Regions from separate parts of the Salmo salar genome. Here region 2 is linked to region 1. A link is a contact called in public Hi-C data. All regions are on one chromosome and are shown on one strand. Each heading gives the region's core, a stretch centred on a gene start, on an enhancer-like site or on the middle of the called end of the contact. The rest is flanking DNA. Distances are from core to core; before and after follow the strand shown.

The links. Hi-C and Micro-C count contacts between places; a contact is called where the count stands out from the background.
Region 2: a contact with region 1 is called in a Hi-C map of muscle, with 4 times the contacts expected there. The contact joins the promoter of LOC106569189 here to the enhancer-like site in region 1. A contact is called at or near these places in 2 of 3 Hi-C or Micro-C datasets (gill and muscle).

The regions. Positions count from the first base shown.
Region 1 is chrssa14:27,184,194-27,190,975 of Ssal_v3.1, reverse strand. LOC106569190 (5'-AMP-activated protein kinase subunit gamma-2) reads right to left here. Exons shown (of 16, transcript XR_001320451.2): 3 at 4,982-5,249. Among protein-coding and RNA genes, the nearest start is that of LOC106569190, 13 kb to the right of the region's middle. Within about 2 kb of position 3,050, at least 1 of the 13 cell types and tissues checked has an H3K27ac peak or open chromatin away from gene starts, as enhancers often do. A contact at or near this core is called in muscle, where this site is marked.
Region 2 is chrssa14:27,272,600-27,279,381 of Ssal_v3.1, reverse strand. It overlaps LOC106569189 (apoptosis regulator Bcl-2), which reads left to right and starts at 2,621. Exons shown (of 3, transcript XM_014140280.2): 1 at 2,621-3,768. The coding sequence starts at 3,223. It overlaps LOC106569188 (3-ketodihydrosphingosine reductase), which reads left to right. Exons shown (of 10, transcript XM_014140279.2): 10 at 1-1,587.

The DNA of each region.
Region 1 (6,782 bases), core at 1,801-4,300:
ACGTCCTATGTGAGACTAGGTCCAACACTCCCAAGTGATGATGCACAGCGTAGCACAGTTTAGCACAGCACACACAGGCTCTCTTCCTCTCGCTCACTCACTCTCTCGTTCTGCTGAATTTCACTCTGCTCCTCCTCTCCTTCTGTTCTGTTCTGGTTAGACTGTCTCTCGCGCTCGGCTCTATTTTGCTCCTCTCTCTGCAGAGCTCTAGTAGTGGCGGCAGGTGCAGCTGTGGGTGGCGTCTAAAATAGTACGCGTTTCAGCAGCCTGTAAAAGGAGGCCAGCCCGGGAGGGACACACAAAGTGATTGGCTAAGTGTCTGCGTCCCCCTTAACCCCAAAGAACACGTTCAAATCATCACTCACATCTGTCTCGGTCTTCACGTGTACATACTCATAACACTATATCTAAATCAGGGACGGGCTACTGGCGGCCCGCAAGCCCCCCCTTATGTAGGCACGTGGATCAATTTCACAAAAAAATAAGTTACAATAATAGAATACACAAGGTGTTATTTCGAAATGTTGTTGTGCATCAGCAGTCACTCAATTTGTCCATGTCAGCTAAATTGTTTTAGATTGGTAAGCAGTGGTGGGAAAAGTACGCAACTGCCATACTTGAGTAAAAGTAAAGATACCAGATGGTACCATTTTCTTTTTTTACAGAAAGCCAAAGCATGTGTGTGTTTAGTGAGTCCACCAGATCAGAGGCAGTAGGGATGACCAGGGATGTTTGGTTGATAAGTGCATGAATTGTACTATTTTCCTGTCCTGCTAAGCATTCAAATTGTAACGAGTACTTTTGGGTGTCAAGGGAAATGTATGGAGTAAAGTACAATATTTTCTTAAGGAATGTAGTGAAGTAAAAGTAGTCAAAAAAAAATAGTAAAGTACAGATACCCCCCCAAAAAACAACTTAAGTAGTACTTTAAAATATTTTTATACCAAGTTAGTATAGCTATGTAAACTTGTGGTAAGCAATGTTGAATTACCAACCGGGGTGGGCCCATTGATCATCAGCTATCATATAAGAACACAGCAAACACTTGCCTCCACCCTTGGGCAAAACGTGTAGAATTGCAGCAAACTTGCTTTAAAACTGCAACATTTTCTCTACGCCCCATTGCAAAATGTGCATAATTGACTGAACTTGAAAACAGCGTTGTTGTTTTTTTTTTTTTACCTTCGCTGTCACAAGGGGGGCTGCTAAAATGTGGGAGGGGGACACTGCAGCCCCTCATGATAAATCGTTTTTGTGGCCCCCACCCCCATCAAAGTTGCTCATCCCTGATCTATATAAAAACCAAAAGGTGTCATAAGAGTGCCTTCAGCAAGTATTCATACCCCTTGACTTATTTCACATTTTGTTGTGTTACAGACTGAATTTAAATAGACGTTTCTTACCCATCTACACACAATACCCCATAACGACAAAGTGAAAACATTAGACATTTTTGGTAATTTATTGAAAATTAAATACAGAAATATCTCATTTACTTAAGTATTCACATTACTTTGTAGAAGCACCTATGGAAGTGATTACAGCTGTGAGTCTTTCTGGATAAGTCCAAGAGCTTTCCACACCTGGATTGTGAAACATTTGCACAATATTCTTTTCAAAATTCAAGCGCTGTCAAATTAGTTGTTGATCATTGCCAGAGAACCCTTTTTCAGATCTTGCCATAGATTTAAGTGAAAACTAACTCGGCCACTCAGGATCATTCACTGTCTTCTTGGTAAGCAACTACAGCGTAGATTCGGCCTTGTGTTTTAGGTTATTGTCTTGCTGAAAGGTGAATTAATCTCCCCATAACTGGTGGAAAGCAGACTGAAGCAGGTTTTCCACCAGGATTTGGCCTGTGCTTAGCTCCATTCCATTTATTATTATTTATTTATTTTTATCTGAAAAACTCCCCAGTCCTTCACGATTACAAGCATACCCATACATGATGCAGCCACCACTATGCTTGAAAATATAGAGTGGTACTCAGTGATGTGTTGTATTTGCCCTAAACATACACTTTGTCCTGAATACAAAGTGTCATTTGATTTGCCACATTCTTTGCAGTATTACTTTAGAGTCTTGTTGCAAACAAAATGTTTTGGAATATTTTTATTCTATACAGGCTTCCTTTTCACTCGGTCAATTAGGTTAGTATTGTGGAGTAACTAAAATGTTGATCCATCCTTAGTTCTCCTATCAAAGCCATTCAACTCTGTTTTAAAGTCACCATTGGCATCATGGTGAAATCCCGGAGCAGTTTCCAAGTGAATTAGGAAGGACGCCTGTATCGCTGTAGTGACTGGGTGTACTGATACACCATCCAAAGTGGAATTAACAACTTCACCAAGCTCAAAGGAATATTCAATGTCGGCTTTTTTTTTATATATATTTTTTTATACCCATCTACCAATAGGTGCCCTCTGGTCTTTATGGTTGAATCTGTGTTTGAAATTCACTGCTCGACAGAAAGACCTTACAGATAATGGGGTACAGAGTGTATGTGTGGGGTACAGAGATGAGGTAGTCAATCAAAAAAAATTATGTTAAACACTTTTATTGCACACAGAGTGAGTCCATGCAACCTGTTCAATTTTTATTCCTGAACTTTAGGTTTGCCATAGCAAAAGGGTTGAATACATATTGACTCTAAACATTACAGCTTTTCATTTTTTATTAAATTTGTTAAAAAAAATGAAAAACAATTCCACTTTGACATTATGGGGTGTTGTGTGTAGGCCAGTGACAAAAACCCCCAAACGTAATCCATTTTAATTTCAGGCTGTATTACATCAACATGTGGAAAAAGTAAAGGGGTGTGAATACTTTCTGAAGGCACTGTATGTACTTCTAGTGGAACATTCTGCCTCGCAGAGCGACAGCTAGGTCAGTTCACTGTCCCAGTACTGTAGCTAACTCAGGAAGACTGACCTTTAAAAAGTGCTGATCCCAGCCCCAGATCACCTCAACCATCCTCAGCTGACTGAAGGGACGCCCCCAAGGTCTTTCCCTGGTCTGGCCTGGCGGCTGTGGAGTCATCTGATCAGATGGGTTCCACACACCCTCCCACCACCACACACCCTGTGATGACCCAGTTAGGTATGACTGACTGGCTTCTACACTACCCCAGATCCATTAAAATGGTTATGCAACTGAGCAGCCCAAACAAGTCAAACAGTTCAGCAGAGCATGAATGTGGAGATGCAGTCAGTGTTAACTTTGACCTGCTCCTATGACACCTCAATTGTTTTTACGCTGGGGTTACATAAACTAGGGATAAAAAAATCTGAGCATTTCCTTTTCTTTCTCTAGACTTCTCTTGGCTTAAGGACAACAAAGTCAAGGTATTGGATTGGCCAACACAAAGCCCTGACCTCAATTTGTAAAAAAAACTACCCACTTCCTTAATTTACTGACCACACACACAGAATGCAGGTTGGGGGGTGCGCCTGCATGTCTGAAGAGCTTTGTTCGAGTCTGTCTGGACATTTCCAGATGAAGCCATGAATGTTGAAATTACCTTGAAGTACAAATAGCTTATTATATTATAGTATAAAAACAAAAAGTCAATAGATGCCATGCATATAAACCCCTGTTGAAAATATTGAATTCTTGACATCCAAGCCCCAAACAATTTCTCATAACTGTGATGGATGGAAGAGAACATTCAATTAACAGGGCATAGCACACCCTTGTGGCAACTGATGCTCGATGACAACAATGGTTTAAATACACCATGAACCTTCAACAGTTGTGGCCCCAGTCAGTGTATGAGTTTCAGTACTGTTGGTGACCCATATTAATCTTCAGGAAAAAAACAGAGCTTGCCCCAAGCTAAGGCCTGGCCCCAGACGGAGCGTTCCGTTATAAGCTGCCAAACAACTCTTCATAGGAACTGGGAAGAATGGGTGAACACCAGCCAGGGAAAATGACTCCCCTTTTAGGTGTTTTAACCAAAGTATTTCTATGCACAACAGATTGATTTTAATTAGACCATTAACTATACAAGTACTGAGACTGAAGAGCTTAAGTCCTTCGGTTAACTAACAAATCACTTCCAACCAATCATTAATTTGGTAACAGTTAACGTGAAACCTAAAGTCAAAGGCTACATAACACAGTCATAATCATGACACTGGTTTAAACAGTCATAACTGTTCATTTATTTTTAAATCTACAGTTTCCTTTAGTACTGTGTCTGTAGTCCAAGGCCTTTGTAATGTTTTAAAGAGTAAATACTAAGCAACATTACTAACAGGGTTGCGTGTTGACTCTTAACTTTGGTGGTCACATGCAATAGTATCATTCACAATGTAAATTTAATCCTTAAGTCCTAATAATTCATACTTCTATGGATATTAGCTAGAAAACATGTGCTTGGACTAGTTCAATGAATCCCAGAGGCCAGCAACACAATATGGCATTCTGGCTTTAGAGTCCACCCATGAAGGCCAGAAAACATAAGCTAAACAAAGCCCTCTATGTTGTCACTTTCTTTCTTTTAACCCCAACAGGAAGTTGTTGAAACTGATAAGAGTCTAAATAAGGAAGGAAGCACATCTGTCTGCAGTCCTCTAATAATACTGTATGGCCCTCTCTAAACTTAAGACCCAGAATGGTCTTGGTCATGATGGGTCACTGGGCTCTCAGGACATGGCAAAAAGATAGATGTTTGCATTGTGTTTGCTTTCCAGAAGGGGACTGCTGCCCCCTACAGCTCTGGCAGGGCTTTTTAGCACTAATGCGCTAGGACTGTCTAGGGTCTTACCATTTTGTGACCGTTTTCTTTTGATGAGCTATCGGTGTTTGCTATGGTATTTATTCCATATTATTACAGTGTGTCTGCACATAATTCAGTCATTGATAATTCTGTCAAACTCAAAGTCTAAGACCACAATAATGCTGATAACTTCCTGCCTTGAGGTTTTTCAGCAAATACAGGAAACCAGTCGGCTCTTTGAAATACATTTATTTGTATTACCTTTCCTGGTCCTAGAGAAGAGCTTGATGCTAGAGTTGGATGATGAGTTGGGCGAAGAGCGGAATATACCACTGAAGCAACGGGGGGATTTGGGCGGTGAGGGGACCTGGTGGGTGGAGGGGTAGGGGGAAATGGTTCTGGTTGAGCCAGGGCTGATCCGGGACTGGGCAGGGGCAGCCATGGGACTGGAGGGTTGGCTGACACCGGCAGGACCACCCCTCACAAAGAGTCCTTTAGTTGGGCTGACAGAGTGGCTGCAGACCTCTCCCTGAGATAGAAGAGAGGGGAAGGTATTTAATTGACATACACTCATGCAAATACCTTGTTTGTTTATGCACGATGTGTCACTATACAGTTAAGCAGAATGATATATTGACACCTGGGAATATTGTGACAGAGGCTTTGTGGACTGTAGTCAAAGAAACCACATTAGCATTAAATAAAAATGTTTCACCTCACAATTTCAATCTGTTTGATTTATAATGCATTAGCGCCTGAGTGGAATATATAAGGCTTGACAGTCTGTAGGAGATGCCCACGGCTTGGGTGAAGTCACTTCTCTGTCTGAGATATGAAACCATGTGACCTTACCCCGTGGAACTGCATGCATACAGTAGTAGCACCCAGTGTTGGGAAGCTACTCTGAAAAAAATAGTTTACCAAGCTACCAATTACTTCACACTGGAAGAAGTTAAGCTACACTAAAGTTACCATTAAGAAAAAAAACACTGTTTATTTAAAGTTACTTTGAAAAAGTAGCTCATCACTACATCTAAACTACTTTGTGAAAAATTATCATATGTAATTCTGAAAATGTCAGACTACAAATTGCAAGAACTGTTCACTTTGGGGTCATATGATAACAGAAGGTGTAATTTAGCCTATTGAACACAAAAACTGTTTCAAGTAGGAACTAGGCAGGTCTGGTCCCAAAAAATGAAATTGCCTACTTCACCCATATTCTTTTTGCAAAAAAAATAGTGTGGAGTTCCAGTAGTTAGCTACACTGCTACATGGCAAAAACAGTAATCAACTACTGAAAACACTACCTAGATATGAATTTAGTTCAACTACCACCAAGCTACTACCAAATTTAATTCAATTACTAGTTGAACTACAGAGTTCACTACTCCAACACTGGTAGCATCACAAGGAAGTATCATGTTGTGAGCTCTATCCAGCCAATAACACCATTGGCTGGTTTTAGGGGTCGATAAGGCCAGATGGCCAATGACAGAGCACCTGGGGGTGACACAGGATTCCTCACAATGCTCTGACTACCCAGGTCCAGAGATGTTTACAGGGGTTAAACCCTAAATAAAAAACACATACGGTGGCACTTCCTGGTATTTTGAAAGTTCTGTACCTTGAAAACTGATTGCTGACATGAAAAACATTTTAGGGTTGCATCAGAGGACTAATGAAACAAATACCAAAATATAGTTTGAGTGGTATTTTCCTTTAAGTCGATCTAAGATTGATTGTCTGCAGGGACCAGTTGACTTTTTTTCATGGAAGAGGTTAAGACCATTATGCTTTTAGGGATTATTATGTATTAAACTGCAAATGATTTTTTTTACCCCTTTTTCGTGGTATTCAATTGATAGTGACAGTCTTGTCTCATCGCTGCAACTCCCGTACGAACTTGGGAGAGGCGAAGGTCGAGAGCCGTACGTCCTCCGAAAAACACAACACAACCAACCGCACTGCTCCTTGACACAATGCCCACTTAACCTGGAAGCCAGCTGCACCAATGTGTCAGGAGACCTTGTCAATGTGCACTGCGCCCGGCCCACCACAG
Region 2 (6,782 bases), core at 1,372-3,871, 89 kb before region 1:
TGTAAAAAGTAGGCATAGGACAGTTGTGCGATGTAGTATGAGAACAAATCCGCTAACATCTGATGCCAGCCTCATTCACTATTTCCTGTCTTCCTATGATGTCTTATCAGTTGTTGATCTCTGTGTATGTGTGATCTGTGCACATATTTTGCCACGTAGCATCCAAGTAGGGGTCTGTGATTTAAAGTGATGGGGTGGTGTCTAGACAAGGCGTGGGGTGTGACTCGCAGGTTCCAGCAAAGACCCTTCAGTCCTAGAGAGGGCACTAGAGCTCTATTTTATATAGCGGCCAAGAGATTAAGAGGGACTGGCAAACTCAGTCTGTGCAGAGCAACATGAAGGAACTATGTGTGCTATTGTACTGTCTAATTTTACATTTCATCCACAGTCACCGTGGACACTATCCTATACTCTCTTACTCTCTTAACTGAGTGTAATTTGTCTCAGTAAGTATTAACAGTTCCTTCCTGAAGTCCTCTAACTCCAAGCCTTTTAAACATCTCGTATTTACCTTACCTTCTTACCTTCTCAACATTCTGCTTATTGGGGAGAGAAAAGATAAAATGTGAACTCATGCAAGTCTTCCTTCCATCCATCAACTGTGGGGAGAATGTACTGAACTTTAATGCAAACCATAGGCTACGAATCAGAAAGTATACTTTTTTTTTATCCGCCAATATTTGAATGCCAAAATGTATTAAGAGACCATTTCTGTAAATGCAATGTAACTACTTGAGATTTATTTTGTTTGATGTTGCTGGTCTGTACTATCCTAGAAACAGTTTGTAGTTCAGCCAAGCACTACAATTGTGGGGACCCATTCCAAGCCTTAAGAGAGAACTACGAATGATGTTAATGCTAAAATAATGGAATTTATTCACAGAAAATAATGTGGCTTAAGCCGCTTGTGGTTTACCAGTTCATTCGATTTTTCTGCGAAAATGCCAACTGTTTTGGTGTATTTTCTTTGTCAATTTCAGTTTAGTTTTTGTACAAAAAGGCCTTACTCAAACCCAAAATAAGAAAGTGAGAACGGATGATTCAACTCTGAGGTTCTCATTTGACATTGGTTCAAGGCACATTTGTCACTGTCCAGCGCTTAGTTTGTCGATACCTGTCATTTCCTCATCTGTACATTGTTAGCTTTGACTCACTTTCATCTTTAGGTAGCAACACATATATGTTGAAGTTTATAGACATTTGATATAATATGTAGCTCATGGAAAAATATATTTTGTTTGAACACATTTTAAGCTTTGCAAATCACGCCTATGCTTACGATATGTTAAAACACTACAACAAGTTGTACCATTGTTAAACCGCTCACTCACACTCTAGTTTTCCCATTTGTTGGTGTTGTCCAGAGATATTTAAAAGAAGATTATAAAATGTTTAAGTACAGTGCTACTGAATATTATCATTCTGCTTGTGTTCCTATGTTATTGGTTGTGTTTCATTTTGTTTTGGCCAAATGTGTACGAATTTCACCTTGTGTGCCATTGAAAAGAAAAATGTAAGGAGTAGAACAATGTTGCTTTGTCTTATTTTCTTACATGATAAAACTAAATAAATAACTTTGGAAAATGACATTTCCTCTGCTAAATGCCCTCTGTTTTTGTCTGCTCTCAGTACTGTTGATGCAGGCCTTTTAAAACACAACTATGTTTAGTCTCCTATTGTTTTCAATAACTTTTGTGTGATTCTGTATAACCTATACTGTATGTGTAGCTGTGTTTGCTGAATTCTGACCTTACATTATTCAGTTGCTGAGGGTTGGACTATGGCTACAGTTGATCAATCCTGACTCCTGTGTATTCAGAAGCTGAGTGGAGTGGGTGTTCTGTGCCACTCCATACCATTATACAGTTTTGATGTACAGTAGGTGCGTGTTGGGGGGCAGGTGTTAAGTTTTACGTGTTCTGTTTGAGAAGGCTTTCATCTTCCATAATGGGAACAGAACAGCCTGGGCAGACACTAGCTATTGTATAGTGCCCTCAGATCAGCAGGAAGACTGCATGGGGATTTAGAGGCTGCGTTGCCCTGTCAGAGAATGTGTAGAAGATATAGGCAGGTAGAGAGACTGAGCGAGATATACACAGACACACTGAAAGAGAGAGAAAAACGCAGAGAACATCAAAATATATGTCCACCAATGAGATGGATGGATGTCCATAAGGATGCTAGATAAAAGCAGTCCCCTCATGGGGAATCAGAATGGTGTAGTCCTGTCTAGTAAGGGCTCAGCAATTATTAATCAGGCAGGGCTAAAGAAAGCAAGCTTGAAGCTCCCAATTCTTCAAATAAGGCAAGGTTCATCAATTTCTACAACTTGATCCGAATTGATAGGCTACTGTTTGTAATAGTTAAAATGGCTATTCATCATATTTCGAGCCATAAAATATTGGGGAAATGTTAGGGTTATAGCACCATTTTCTGCATTAGATAAGAATTAAAGGTTAAAATCCTATCATGCCTATCATGGCATAAATTTCTCTACAGATCAAACGTAACCAAATAGGAAGGACACATAGGCCTACTTGCAATTTCCAAATGCACAAGTGATAACTTTGTATGGGTGACGTAAGAAATACCTCACCAGCAAAGCAGCAAAGAATGTTCATCCAACCCTCAGTGTGTAGCTGGAACACAGGCAGCAATATTATTGTGGGATACAGTCTTCACTGCACAGTCCCTCGAAATGGCTCTCCGTACGCGTAACAAGGCGCTAGGATAGTTTGCGGTATCATATTCTGGATGCATGCGACGTTGATCTTCTCATGTGGTTTTTCGGTCATGTATTTATTTTTGTAGTGTAGGCTACATTATGTGCATATCGAGAATATTTGAATCTCTTCCGTATTTCTGGTTGTCTGGATTTGGGAGTCTACAGATAACACTAGCCACTTTTTGAGCAAGGCTTCGAATATTTCCTTTTGACAGCACAATTTGGGAAACATTTTGATATTCTTACGTGGATATACTTGGACTTTTTCACGGTTTCAGCCTAGTTGGGTGAAGGGACAGTTTTTCAATCCACGCACATCGCTCCCGTGTTTCGTTCTGCACGGTTCGATAGTATCCGATAAACTTGACCAGCGCCTTTTCTCAGAAATACACTTTTCGTTTGATCTGATGTATTGCGCGGAGCAGTGCATGTTTATAAGTACGATGTATTATTCTTAAAAACTAGGATTGTGGAGGTCATTATCAGTGCCAATCATAATGGCAAACGACGACAACCGCTGTATAGTGGAAAAGTACATTTGTCACAAACTCTTGAAAAGGGGATATGCGTGGGATTTCGAGAATGCCGAGGATGAGGAAGATGCTGATAATAATGGGTCGATGATTTCTCCTCCGCCTGGTTTGGCACGGCGGTGCCACGGGGCCAATAACGCCAGACCGGGCAGCGTCCCCCATCTTTCCAAACGGCTCTCCCAAACGGACCCGCATGCAGCTATTCACAGAGTTTTGCGTGAGGCCGGGGACGAACTCGAACGACTGTACCAGCCCGACTTTGCGGAGATGTCACACCAATTGTATCTCACGTCTTCTATGGCAGAAAGGAGATTCAGAGAGGTGATAGACGAGCTGTTCAGGGACGGGGTTAACTGGGGACGAATTGTCGCCTTCTTCGAGTTCGGGGGCACAATATGTGTGGAATGCGTGAACAAGGAAATGACGTCGCAGGTTGACCACATCGCCGGGTGGATGACGGAGTATCTAAATGGACCGCTGCACAGCTGGATTCAAGAGAACGGGGGATGGGTAGGTGTAATCTCTGCTTTGAATTGCCCGATATCACGTTGATTTATGCGTAGGCTAGGCTACATTACGCATGATGCGGTGGGAATGTCTGGATATTAACGATATCATATTTTAGTGTTCCTGATTTGATATTCAGGCTGTTTGTCTAGCATGTCTGGCCAATAAGATATTACAGTATCTGTCACACCTCCTCACGCTCTAAAGCCCGCCTCAGCCGACTGTAACCGACTGAAGTCAGAACACCTTACAAATATTGAGTTACACCCCCCATTTTGCCCTCAGAACGGACTCAATTCGTCGGGGCATGCTCTATAAAGTCTGAAAGCAGATGCTGGCCCATGTTGACTCCAATGCTTCCCACAGTTGTGTCAAATTGACTGGAAGGCCTTTGGGTGGTGGACCATTCTTGATACACACAGGAAACTCTTGAGCGTGAAAACCCAGCAGCATTGTAGTTTTTGAAACAAACCTGTGCGCCTGGCACTTACTACCCTAGCCCATTTAAAGGCACATACATATTGTGTCTTGCCCATTCACCCTCTGAATGGCACACATATACAATCCCTGTCTCAATTGTCTCAAGGTTTAAAAATCCTTCTTTAACCTGTCTCCTCCCCTTGATCTACACTGATTGAAGTGGATTTAACACGTGACATCAATAAGGGATCATAGCGTTCACCTGGATTCACCTGGTCAGTTTATGTCATGGAAAGACCAGGTTTTCATAATGTTTTGTACATTCGGTGTATATTATTATTATTATTGTTATGTTTATTATTGTGTCATTCACTTCTCTTTTTTTGACCAGCACTGTTTGAGCTCAGAGCATAAGAATTCCACTGTACCCTGCGATTACATCTACAACCCTGTGCATGTGACTAATAAACTCATCTATCTATCTATCTATCTATCTATCTATCTATCTATCTATCTATCTATCTATCTATCTATCTATCTATCTATCTATCTATCTATCTATCTATCTATCTATCTATCTATCTATCTATCTATCTATCTATCTACAGTTAAAGTCGGAAGTTTATATACACTTAGGTTGGCGTCATTAAAACTCATTTTTCAACGACTCCACAAATTTCTTGTTAACAAACTATAGTTTTGGCAAGTCGGTTAAGACATCTACTTTGTGCATGACACAAGTAATTTTTCCAACAATTGATTACAGACAGATTATTTCACTTATAATTCACTGTATCACAATTCCTGTAGGTCAGAAGTTTACATACACTAAATTAATTGTGCCTTTAAACAGCTTGGAAAATTCCAGAAAATGAGGTCATGGCTTTAGAAGCTTCTGATAGGCTAATTGACATCATTTGAGTCAATTGGAGGTGTACGTGTGGATGTATTTCAAGGCCTACCTTCAAACTCAGTGCCTCTTTGCTTGACATCATCGGAAAATCAAAAGAAATCAGCCAAGACCTCAGAATTTTTTTTTTAGACCTCCACAAGTCTGGTTGATCATTGGGAGCAATTTCCAAACGCCTGAAGGTACCACGTTCATCTGTACAAACAATAGTACGCAAGTATAAACACCATGGGACCACGCAGCCATCAAACCGCTCAGGAAGGAGACGTGTTCTGTTTCCTAAAGATGAACGTACTTTGGTGCGAAAAGTGCAAATCGATCCCAGAACAACAGCAAAGGACCTTTTGAAGATGATGGAGGAAACAGGTACAAAAGTATCTATATCCACAGTAAAGCGAGTCCTATATCGACATAACCTGAAAGGCCGCTCAGCAAGGAAGAAGCCACTGCTCCAAAACCGCCATAAAAAAGCCAGACTACGGTTGGCAACTGCACATGGGGACAAAGATTGTACTTTTGGAGAAATGTCCTCTGGTCTGATGAAACAAAAATAGAACTGTTTGGCCATAATGACCATCATTATGTTTGGAGGAAAAAGGGGGACGCTTGCAAGCCAAAGAACACCATCCCAACCGTGAAGCACGGGGGTGGCAGCATCATGTTGTGGGGGTGCTTTGCAGCAAGAGGGACTGGTGCACTTCACAAAATAGATGGCATCATGAGGCAGGAAAATTATGTGGATATATTGAAGCAACATCTCAGGAAGTTAAAGCTTGGTCGCAAATGGGTCTTCCAAATGAACAATAACCCCAAGCATACTTCCAAAGTTGTGGCAAATGGTTTAAGGACAACAAAGTCAAGGTATTGGAGTGGCCATCAGAAAGCCCTGACCTCAATCCCATAGAAAATTTGTGAGCAGAACTGAAAAAGCGTGTGCGAGCAAGTAGGCCTACAAACCTGACTCAGTTACACCAGCTCTGTCAGGAGGAATGGGCCAACATTCACCCAACTTATTGTGGGAAGCTTGTGGAAGGCAACCCGAAACGTTTGACCCAAGTTAAACAATTTAAAGGCAATGCTACCAAATACTAATTGAGTGTATGTAAACTTCTGACCCACTGGGAATGTGGTAAAAGAAATAAAAGCTGAAATAAATAATTCTCTCTACTATTATTCTGACATTTCACATGCTTAAAATAAAGTGGTGATCCTAACTGACCTAAAACAGGGAATTTTTATTTGGATTTAATGTCAGGAACTGTGAAAAACTGAGTTTAAATGTATTTGGCTAAGGTGTATGTAAACTTCCGACTTCAACTCTGTCTATCTATCTATCTATCTATCTATCTATCTATCTATCTATCTATCTATCTATCTATCTATCTATCTATCTATCTATCTATCTATCTATCTATCTATCTATCTATCTATCTATCTATCTATCTATCTATCTATCTATCTATCTATCTGTCTGTCTGTCTGTCTGTCTGTCTGTCTGTCTGTCTGTCTGTCTGTCTGTCTGTCTGTCTGTCTGTCTGTCTGTCTGTCTGTCTGTCTGTCTGTCTGTCTGTCTGTCGTCCGTCCGTCCGTCCGCCGCGCCGTCGTCCGTCCGTCCATCCGTCCGTCCGTCCGTCCGTCCGTCCGTCCGTCCGTCCGTCCGTCCGTCCGTCCGTCCGTCCGTCCGTCC